2 separate regions of the Mus musculus genome follow, and region 2 is linked to region 1. The links are chromatin contacts, called in public promoter capture Hi-C maps. All regions are on one chromosome and are shown on one strand. The core of a region is the stretch at or near the end of the contact, and the rest is flanking DNA. Distances in the headings are between cores, read along the strand shown.

Region 1 (5,475 bases), core at 967-3,466:
TTGATAAACTCATAGCATTGTCTCTACCTCAACATCACTTGGAACATTTATGCCCTTCTCCCACTGCTTCACCCAGCCAACCCTTCCCCCAGACAGCTGCGACCTCTTGTCCCTTGCTATAGCTTTGTTCTTTCCAGAGTGTCATGGAGTCTCCATCTTTTCATAGTTTCTATCATTAGCAACACACAGCCAAAACTCATCCAGCCAGGCACGATGGCGCATGCCCATAATCCCAGCACTCTGGCGGCTCAAGTGGCCAAGTGAGTTTGGGGCTAAACCTGGCTACATACAGAGACCTTGTTTCAAAAACAGGCTGGGGCATCAGGAACAGATGAGGTAGTTTCAAGTGCCACCACGCTTGACAACCTGAGTTCAGTTCCTGAGACCCACAGGGTAGGAGAAAATCAGCTATCACAAACTGTCCTCTGACCGCACACAAAACACCGTGTACACAACCACACAAATACACTAAAGAAATAAACCAACAAGCACGATTTTAAGGTAGAGCTGGCAAGAAGGCTTACATAGTAACAGTGCTTGCTACCAAGTTTGATGACGTAAGTCCCAGCAACCATATGGTGGAAGGAGAGAAGGGACTTCTACAGTGTGTCCTTTGACTTCCACACAGGTGCCCACACACATGAACTCATATGGATGCCGCATATTTGTAGTTGTACAGGTAAATATACAAATGTAAAACCTCTTTTGGATTAAAGATTTTTAAATAAGTGTTTTTTTTTCAAAGATTCATTTTTTTAAAAATGCCTTGGTACCTCAAGCCTTTTCACCACTAAATAATATTCCATTACAGGACTGAACCACCGTGTGTGCATGAATTAATCGGCTGAATGACACTCGGCTTTTCCAGTTTTGCTGGCTGTAAATAATGCTGCCCTGGGTGTTTGTGGGAAGATTTTATTGTGGGGAACAGCCAAGAACTGTTGGCAAGGCCACAGTGAGCTCTGTGAGTCCTCCAAAGGGCATCTATGGTCAGTCTCTGGGTTCCTGTTGCCTGGATCCTCTCCAGCACAGGAAATTGCCCTTGTATTTATTTGATTGTTTAACCCGTCCATTCTGCTAAGTATGCATATTCCTACAGTCATGGCTGTGTTCTGACTTCAGTCCTCTAGTGACAGAGGATGGCTCCAATTCACATCTTTCCGTATGCTTTGTTGGGATTGCCTTCATAGAGGAGACATCTGTGTTAAATCACGAGTCCAGTGAGGTAGCTCAGCAGGTGAAGGCGTCAACCGCCAAACCCAATGACCAGAGTTCAATCCCTGGGTGGGACCCACAGTGGAAGGAGAGGACAATCTCCAGCAAGTTGTCCTCTGGAGAAATAAAAAAGAATTCATGAAAAATGTAAATGTGAAAAAACGTAAAGACTTGTTATTTTAGATACTAGCCTTTTATTAGATAAATATTTTTTTAAAAAAATATTTTCCCCGCAGCAGTCCCTCTTACAGAGCAGAAGTTATTAATTTTAATAAAATCCAACTTATCAGTTTTTTATTTCACGGATCATGTTTTTTGGGTGTTATATCTAAAAACTCATCACCAAGCCAAGGTCACAGATTCCCCTCTCATAAGTTTGGTTTTGATAGATAAATGCCTGTGTGTTATGGTTTAGTTGTCCCACCCCTCCCCCACCCCCACCCCCAAAAAAGATAAGTCCTACTTCCTATGAATGTGAATTTACCTTTAAACAGGGTCCTTCTGGGCAGGGCTGATCAAGTTAAGATCAGCTCACAGGTGTAGGTCCTCAGCCAATGTGGTGTCCCTGGAAAGAGGACCGGGCATGCGAACATGGGGTATCGATCAGAGAGCATGGGGCAGCATCCGCAAGCCAAGGCCACCAAGAACTGAAGCCTTAGCCGGCGGCGCATCCTCCCTGACTCCTACCCTGAGGGGATGCTCCAGAAGAGTCATCCCTCTGTAGCCAGGTTCCTGTCCAACAGCAACCTAAGGAAAGGGTTCGCTTTGGTTCGAAGTTTAAGGGGACCGTGAATCAAGGGGAGCAAGGTGGGAGGCGGAACTACAGATGAGTGGAGCCGCACTGCATCCCCAGGCAGGAAGCAGAGCGTGGGGGATGCTGGTCCTCAGTCGACTTCCTGTCTTTTACTCAGCACGGGACCGCAGTCCGTGGGATTTGTGATGGTGGTGCCCACATTTAAGTGACCTTTCTCTTATCATCAAACCTTTCCTGAAATGCCTTCATACACATGCCCAGAGGTGTTTCCATGGTGATTCCAGGTCCCATCCCACCTACCGGTGTTTGGGACTTCCAGTCGCTAGGAGTAAATGTCTGTTGTGTTGTTGTGTTAAGATTCCTGATGAGAGCACCTTGTGGGGTTTGAACACACAGGACCAGTTGACCTCCATCCTAGCATTAATATTCCTGACTCTGCAGGGAGCTCCTTTGTCCTGTGTGTGGTGGTTAACTTCAGTTATCAATGTGACTGGATTGAAAGATGCCTATTTATTATATTGATAAAGCATACTTCTGGGAGTGTCTGTAACGGTGTTTGCAGAGATCAGCGTGTGAGTCAGGGAACTGTGGAGGAAGTGATCTGCCCTGAACCTGAATGGCAGGCAATAGGCTGAGGGCTTGGATGAAACAACAAAAAGTAGAAGGGTCTGGAGAGATGACTCAGCAAAGATGAGATGACTCAGCAATTAGGAGCACTTACTGCTCTTACAGAGGAGTTAAGAGTTTAGTTCCCAGTACCCAGGTCAGTCAGCTCACAACTGCCTATAACTCCAGTTCTGGGGGATCCAACATCCTCTTCTGGATTCCATGGATACCTGAGTGTTTCTGCTCTCTCTCTCTCTCTCTCTCTCTCTCTCTCTCTCTCTCTCTCTCTCCCTCTCTCTCTCTCTCTCTCTCTCTCTCAGACAGACAGACACGGGCAGGCACATATAATTTTAAATTTTTTAAATAATTCTAATAATAAAAAAGAAAGATGAGCAAAACTAGCTTCCAGGCCCATGATCCCCTTCTAGACATTGCTGTTGCTGTCATCGTGGTGGATAGACTCCAGGTTCATCAGCCTTTGAACAAGATTAGCTTCATGGGTGGTTCACTGGAAAGCTTTCTGGCGGTCAGCTTCACACCGAGTCTACATCCTTGGCCTCTCTCACTCATAACCTCTTTCATTGGCAGCTAGCAGGTCTCCTGGCTCAGCTGGTACTGGACTTTGTGAGACTGCAGCCCAGCTGTGTGTTTGCTATGTTTGAGACAATGTAGCACTGTAGCTCTCATATTCCTTGCCATTGGTTTTCTTTCTCTGAAGAACACTAAGTAACAATAGTCTGTCCCTGGAAGGGTCCACCATTCTGGTTTCTATGGTCATGGCTTAGCCTGTTCTAGAATAGTTTACAAGCATGGTCATGGAGCCCATGCTATATTTTTAACAAGCTCCTTTACCCACATGGCATTTCTATACTTATCCACATTGCCAGACAGGACAGTAGTTTCTTCTACTCCAAACAGTAGTCAGTTTTATTAACATATTACAGTCTGTTTATCCACTCCCCTATCTGTGGACCACTGGGTTGCTTCCAATTTGGGGCTATTATGAATAAAGCCACTCTGAATATTCTCCCACAAATGAGGCATGTGTTTAAATGAAGACACAATTGTGAACATATGGTTAAATGCACAGTAGAATTGCCAGATCATAGAGAATGTATGTGTTTAACTTCACACGAAATCCTCAATTTCTTTTACCAACATTGGCAAAACATTGACAGTCTCACACCCCCACCATCTTTAGCTGTATGCCCATTGCTCCATGTGATCCCACCAGGCTCCAGTGGATAGCGCTCAACCCATGGACACACACATGACCCTGGTTCCTCTCAGTGAGTCACAAAAACAAAATGTGTAAGAGAGATTTGTGGGGAGGAGGTAGGATGCACAGGGATGGTTGGGAGGTGGGCATGAGAGCTGACAGCATGCATTGTGAACATCTGTACAACTGCCTAAGAAATTTAATTAAGAAAGAAACAGCCATACCTGCTCTCTTCTCTTCACTTTCAATCTATGTATGTCCTTAAAAGCGAATTGATTGTCTGGTAGACCACAGTTTGGATATGGAATGTCTCCCAAAGCTGAGTAAGTTAAGCCATTGGAAAATGTCCTTGGAGGAGATAGTAAGGCTCTGGTTCTTTCTTGCTTTTTGCTTCTGAGTCAGTATGAGGTAAAAAGGTTTCAGCTCCAACTCCCCTGTCATGGGGTTATGCTTCACCACAGATGCAAAGGCAATGGAGACAAGTGGTTATGAACTAACCCCTCCCACCAAACCATGAGAAACACAGACCTATCCTCCTAATTACCCATCTTTCATAGCAATGGAAAGCTGACTAACACAGCAACAAATAGTGAGCCTTTGCTTTTTAAAAATCTATTCAGTTTCTATGCACGTTTTGATTGGAGGATTTAACCCATTTATGTTTAAAGTAATATCGGTTAGAAGGAACCCACTGTTATTTTGTTGCTTTCTGATTGTTTCGTAGATATTTGTTCTTTCCTTTCTCTCATCCACCTTTAAATTCTTTTCTGAGCTGGCGTGCTTGGATCTCTTTTCCATCTCTTGTGTACCTTCCTACAGGTTTCTGTTTGCACAAGAATCTGTCGTTTCGGTCTTCAACCTATTCTGTTTTTGAAGTCCCTGTTTATACCGTTTCATATTCTGTATCCCTTACCAACTTATCGCAGATATTACTATTTTAAGGTTTTGTCTTTTATCCATTATGCTAAAGGTATATGTAATGTAAGCATTAGTGTTTTTCTGGGCTTGGGTGCACTCTTACATTTGCCAGTGAGCATTATACTTTCCTATGTTTTCACACTAGAAATTGGCTCCTTTTAGTTCAGCCTGAAAAATTCCCGTTTGCATTTCTTATGAGGCAGGCTTGGCATGATGGGCTCTACTAGCTTATGTTTACCTGGTAAAGTCCACAGCTCTCCTGTATCTGACAGATTGCTTTGCTGGGCATAGTATCCATCAATGGTGGTCGTTTTTTTTTTCTTCCAGGACTTTGAGCATATCAACCTGAGCTCTCTTGGCCTAAAAATATAGAACATTTTGTGAATTTATGTGTCATCCTTGAGCAGAGCCTATGCACATCTTTTGTGTGCAATGCTCAGGTTGTAGTCTATGCGCAGCTGTGTGCTTCAGCATATCTTACCTTCAGACATATTATCTTGCCTTTCATTTATCTGAAATTATCTTGCTGCCTCCTGATTTTCACATGGTATTTCTATTTTGTGTAGAGTTTTAGATGGGATGGAGTTTTCTTTTAGAAATTTTTTTAATGTGTATATGTGTGCCTGAGTTCGAGTATGTGCACCAAATACATGCAGTACCCACAGAGGCCAGAAGGTGGCGTCAGATCCCCTGGGAACTGGAGTCAGGGGCAATTGTGAGCCTCCAGATGTGGACTGGAACTGAACCTAGGTTTCAAACCAAC
Region 2 (5,475 bases), core at 1,314-3,813, 550 kb after region 1:
CTGACTCTTCCTCATTCTTTCAGATATTACTCTGATTTGTCACTTTGTCTGGATTAAAATTCCTCTACACATCTACACATTACTAAAAGGATTTTAGTAAATGTGCAGAGTCTGGTGTCACAGGGAGTAAGTATCTCAGTGGACAGAGACGTTCATCTCCTCCATGAAGAAACTCACACTGCACAAGGAAACTCAGGACCAAGTCCTGCTCTATAGAGGGACATGGGGGCGAGGAGCAGTAAGGAGCTCTGCAGAATTTCTTCACCAGCCTCCTAGAAGAGTTGGGTCTACCTTGGAGAAACTCCTATTACGATCTGGCTGATTTGCACAAATCTGCAAACACGAGCACTTCTCTGTTTTGTTTTTATTATATATAAATGAACTGCTCACAGGAAGAATGAGAAGGATTGGTTCACTCTTCTCCCTCCGCTCCTCCCATTCCTAGGGTTTCTGTCTGGCAACTTGTCCCCTCTGTGCACAACAGAGTCTCCCAACAGCCAGAAGTGTCTTATGGGCATCCTATGTAGCCTTGCCTGGTTAATCTCATTCATCTGTCGGCTTCTGAAAGATTCCTGTGTGGCTCCGAGGGAGCCAGCCTTTTGGTTTTGTTCCCAGGGTCGAAAGCTTCTGGCTGAGGTCCCTGTAACTCAGGTAAGAAGCCATGCCTGAGTCCTTGTCTACTTCCGAAGAGATAGGACCTGGCTTTAAAGAAAGTGGGTGAGGGGAGGTAGAGTGAGGACTCATTTGGAAATGAAAGAAGTCCTGGGTCTCTAAGCAGCTTCTATAAATACCATCTCCCAGCTCTGGGGGGAGGAGGAGGGGAAGCTGATCGTGAGGAGAATGAAAAGAGGAGAAAGGTGGGAGATACAAGAATCTTTCTTCAGGTAGGTCTTATTTCAGAAACACTGCCTGCCCCTAGGAACTAGACAGAGGCCACACCTCCTTTTGCTTCCTCAGAGAGCTGCGTCTCCCAATGTCTCAGCCCAGCCCTTCCTGATGCCCTTCCTTCCCAGAGGCAAAGGAAGCCAATTCCTTCATCCACTCTCCATTACTACTGTCCAACAACTGTACCTGCAGTAAGTTCTTTTGCACACACACACACACACACACACACACACGCACACGCACACGCACACACACACACACACAGAGAGAGAGAGAGAGAGAGAGAGAGAGAGAGAGCCCTCACAAGAATGCCTTGTAAATGACCAGTGATCTATGATGGCATGAATTCCCTTTAAATTCGGTGCCCAGAGGTATGGGGTGTGGCAGAGACAAGTGACTCGCCCAGGTATCCTCAGCACAGAGCATGGTTTTCAGTAAGTGTTAGCTGGAGAGGTGAGGAGTACACATCTAAGCAAAATGTGCAGGTGCTGGACCCCCCCCCAAGTGCATGCATGACCCCCCCCCGTGCATGAGTGACCCACACTCCAAGCTTTTCTGGCTGCTGTAGCACCTGAAGAGAGAGGGGCTTCGCCCCACCCCCACCCCGTGAAAAGCCACAAGGTGGATGCAACTGCCTCCCATCAAGTTCAGCTCAAATGGTGAAGCTCAGCTGCTTCCTTCGTCCTAGAGGGCCCCAGCCCTCTTCACCCCACCAGATGGTTAAACCTTCAGCTCGCAATAAGTGACCTTCATTAAATAGAGGTCGTGTCCCACGCTTCCTTGCGGCTTCTTCAGCTCCAGCTGAACTCTTCGGAGGACTGCTCCGTCTCTCTCCCAGGGACCTCAGATTCCAGGTGCTGCATTTCTCGTCATTCTCCTGGGGTACTCAGAGGAGAACCCCAGCCTCTGTGGGCAGAGGTTGTGGGGTATGCTGCTTGTGTGTCTGGAGAGCAAAAGCAAGAACCCGGGAAGCGGATTTTTGGTGCAAAATCTGCCACTGCCCGCCTCTCAGCGTCCACATGGTTTCCCATCCTGGGAAGCAGTGCTGGTAGGGTGGGACCCTGTCTCCAATTTGACTCTTTTTCCAAACAGCGTCTGGAATCGGCCAGTGTGTGTGTGTGTGTGTGTGTGTGTGTGTGTGTGTGTGTGTGTGTGTGTGAGATGAGGTTGGGAGAAAAAGGAGGAGGGATCGAACCGTGAAACGTTGGGAACCGCAGATACAGGAAGAGGCCAAGGGCTGGGAGACACCAGCGCTCCCTAGAGCCTGAGGTCAGGATATCAGGCTCGGAACCCCCCCTACAAGTCCTGAAAACAAGGGTGCTCCCAAGGCTAGCTAAGAGGCTGCAAGTGTCACCGCTTCCCCCGCGGACCGCCCCTCCGTAAGCCACGCCCACAGTGCCTACTTCTCAGGATTCAGGGAGCTAAGGTTTAAGGGTCTCTAGTCCACCGACGCCAGCTTGTCTCGCTCGCCAGCAACCCTGCTAACGCTCAGAGCTGCCCTACCCCCACGGTTTGGAGATCTTCGGGACCCTTGGTTTCCCCCTCCAGCTGGGCGTTCCGCCCCTGGCCTACGAAACCCCACCTCCTCATCCTCTGCTGACCCGGATTGGTGGACCTCCCGCGGCGATGCCTAGCGATTGGTCCCCATGGATGATGGTGACCAGCGAGACTCCGCCCCAGCCGGCGTTGGGGTCTGGGGGCACTGCTCAGCGGTGCTGGGCTGGCGAGGCTGGAGCCGCCGCCGCACTGACAGCTCCGTCTGTGGACCATGGAGACTGGCGCCGGTCCACACCCGCTGCGCCTGTTCGTCTGCCTGATACCACTCTGCCTTGCTCTGCTTCTGGGACCTGGGCGCCCCGGGACCGCCGAAGAAGGTAAGGTGGGTTGTGCCTGGGAGCCTGAGATGCCAAAAATTAGGGAGTTGGGGAGGGGGCTAGGAGATTGGAGTAAGGATTCGTTGGAGAGACTACTCTGTGTTGGGGCTTGAAACCAGCGGGCAGCAGAGCGGGAAAGAACTAAAGAAAGAGGGGATGTTGTCTAAGCGATAGAGAAGAGAGGGGTATTGAGGAGCTTAGGTCTGGAGACCTAAGAGGCTGAGAAAGAAAGGCTAGGGACCACAAGAGCCCGAGGCAGGTTCAAGGGCCGGTGAGACGGACAGGCTGAGTGATTGGAGGTGGGAGGTGTGGGGGTGGGGAGATGAAGGGAGCAGAGAAGCCGAGGGGATGCGGCGAGACCAGAGCATGAGGCGGGATGGAGACTAATAGCAGGGGCCTGCGGGGATCGCAGTGTGGATAGCCGGGGGTGGGGTGGGGGGTGGGGGACTGGATGCTAATCCCGCGGGCTGCGTCCGGACACTGCTCGAGGTGCTGCCCGTGGAACTGTCCGCAGTGCTGAATCGAGATCGAGTCCCCCGCGCGCGGTCCGCGTTGCGGAGGATTTGGGTCTGTCGGCGACATTAGCACCGGAGTCTTGCCTATGCGCTTGGAACTGTATGTTCAGTTGAATCCAGACGCGTCACAACCAGGTGCAGAACCTGAGATGCTGGAACAGACTCTGCCCGCAGGGTCTGTCCTGGCGCGGGATGGCAGATGCCTGCCAGGATGCAATTCCCAGGCACGGTCGGTGACGAAAACCCAGCACACTGTCAGCTGCCCTGCCCACCGTCGCGGCAGAGAGTCAGTCTCTCTTGGAAGCTCTCACCTTGGAAGCCCACCCCCCTTCCTTACCACTCTAGGGAAGTAATTTTCTGAGATTTGGAGATGGCCTGGCTTCCTGTCTCTAAGCTGAAAGCTCTACTCTCCAGACCCAGGCTTTTCTGAGCCCAGCTGATGAAAGGATGCAGGCTGCTGCTCTGTCACATCCTGAGGGAATAAAGTGACTCCAAGCTTTTCTGGTAGGGAGGAGGTGGAGAGGGTCATGGATTATGTGTGAAAGGGCCCATGACATTCTTTCAAAGGCAATAGAAGTGGCAGCCCCTGGGAAAGGGGCTGAGCAGAGAAGCAAAGAATTCTGATGTTTTCTGTTCCACTTCATTTTCACCAGAGGCTCCAGGAGACAAATGAAAAGAGTATTGGTCTCCTCCACGACCTCAGATCTGAGTGGATTTGGGGTACACCCAAGGATTTCCAGATCCACTCATTTCCTCCTGCTAGCTGACAGATAATATAATAAATTATATAAATTATATAGATATAATTTGGGGAATTTGGAAAGGGCGGAGAGGGTCACCGGTTTCTATCCCTAATGTGAAAGCTGACCTTAGAGCATCCGCCATGGATTCGCTGGAAGGCTGATAAAGGTACTCGCTTCAAGAAGAAAAAGGAAGAAAGAAAGCCAGGATCAAATTTCCTGAATTTGTTAATGTTGCCTTAAAAGGGGGGGGGGGCAGGACAGGCAGTGTGACTGTGTAGTTTGATATGAAGAGATGAATCTGGATTGGAAATTGGTTCCATTGCAACCACAATGGCCCTCATGAGGGCAGCAAGACTTGGAGCCAGAGGAGAAGGTTAGCATGGCCACAGAAGCAGAAGCTGGAATCAGACACTGAAGACAGAGGAGAAGCCATAAGGCATTCCGTTGGTGGTCATTAGTCACAAGCCTCAGGGAATGAAAAGAGGTGCCTTCGGTGTTCACGGTGGCTGCCCCTCTCCAGATTTGAGCTACTCAGATCTTCCGGGGGTTTGTTTCATTTCCTATTCCCTCCTGTAGCTATCTGTAATGAATCCAGCACTGGATCCCACCCTCCTAGTCTGACAGTGTGGCTTTCTGACATCCCTGTTCTCCCCTCCCCTTAGTTATCCTCCTGGACTCCAAAGCCTCCCAGGCTGAGCTGGGCTGGACTGCACTGCCAAGCACTGGGGTAGGTGTTAAAATGTCCCTCCATCCCAAGGACCCTGTAGTAGCCCAAGATCAATCCCTTCAGAACCCTGTGTTCACTTAGGATCAAAATGTACCACACAAGCTCCTCACCCACGTTCATGCAGGCAACCTTAAATGCAGTGGGACACACACACACACACACACACGAGTAGGAGGGGGACTTGCTGGGAAGTGGCTTGGTGGTAGGGGGAAGGGGATAAGAGAGAATAATGGGGAGATATAGTTAGAGTACATTAAACATGAAATTGTGAAAGAATTTAACATTTTTCAGTTATTTATTTATTTATTTATTTATTTATTTATTTATTTATGTATTGTGTTTATGTGTCGTGTGCACATGGAGGTCAGGACCACCTGTGGGAGTCTGAGGATCAGACTCAGGTCAAGCTTGAGGCGGGTAAGAGCCTTTACCCACCAAGGCATCTCAGCTGCCCGTGAGAGGATTTTTAAAGATGCACACAGAGTTCATGCTCTCCAGAGCCCTTCTAGAAAAACACCAAGTCTCCGGTTAGTCACTCAAATAAACAAACAGGAGAACTGGCTGTGTCTACGTACAGAAATGTGAGCTCCGTGGAGCAAATGCTGCCCACTGCCTCACACACAGTCGCCCTCTGAGAGGCTGTCAACTATTGGCAGAGTAGGCAAGGTGGGGGGTGGGGTGGAAAGGTCACTGTGTCTGTCTGTCCAGTCAAGCAGGTCTCCTGCTTCAAC

What was found. Promoter capture Hi-C pulls out the DNA fragments that hold promoters and counts their contacts.
Region 2: a contact with region 1 is called in a promoter capture Hi-C map of embryonic stem cells, with 3 times the contacts expected there. The contact joins the promoter of Epha10 here to the promoter of 1700021L23Rik in region 1. A contact is called at or near these places in 3 of 39 promoter capture datasets (embryonic stem cells, stem cell-derived epiblast-like cells and trophoblast stem cells) and 1 of 115 datasets of contacts at active chromatin or transcription factors (embryonic stem cells).

The regions. Positions count from the first base shown.
Region 1 is chr4:124,330,504-124,335,978 of GRCm38.p6, forward strand. 1700021L23Rik (RIKEN cDNA 1700021L23 gene) reads right to left here and starts at 2,217. Exons shown (of 5, transcript NR_166446.1): 1 at 1,700-2,217.
Region 2 is chr4:124,879,222-124,884,696 of GRCm38.p6, forward strand. It overlaps Epha10 (Eph receptor A10), which reads left to right and starts at 2,564. Exons shown (of 17, transcript NM_001256432.2): 1 at 2,564-2,759; 2 at 4,680-4,744. The coding sequence starts at 2,654. It also overlaps a transcript of Maneal not described here.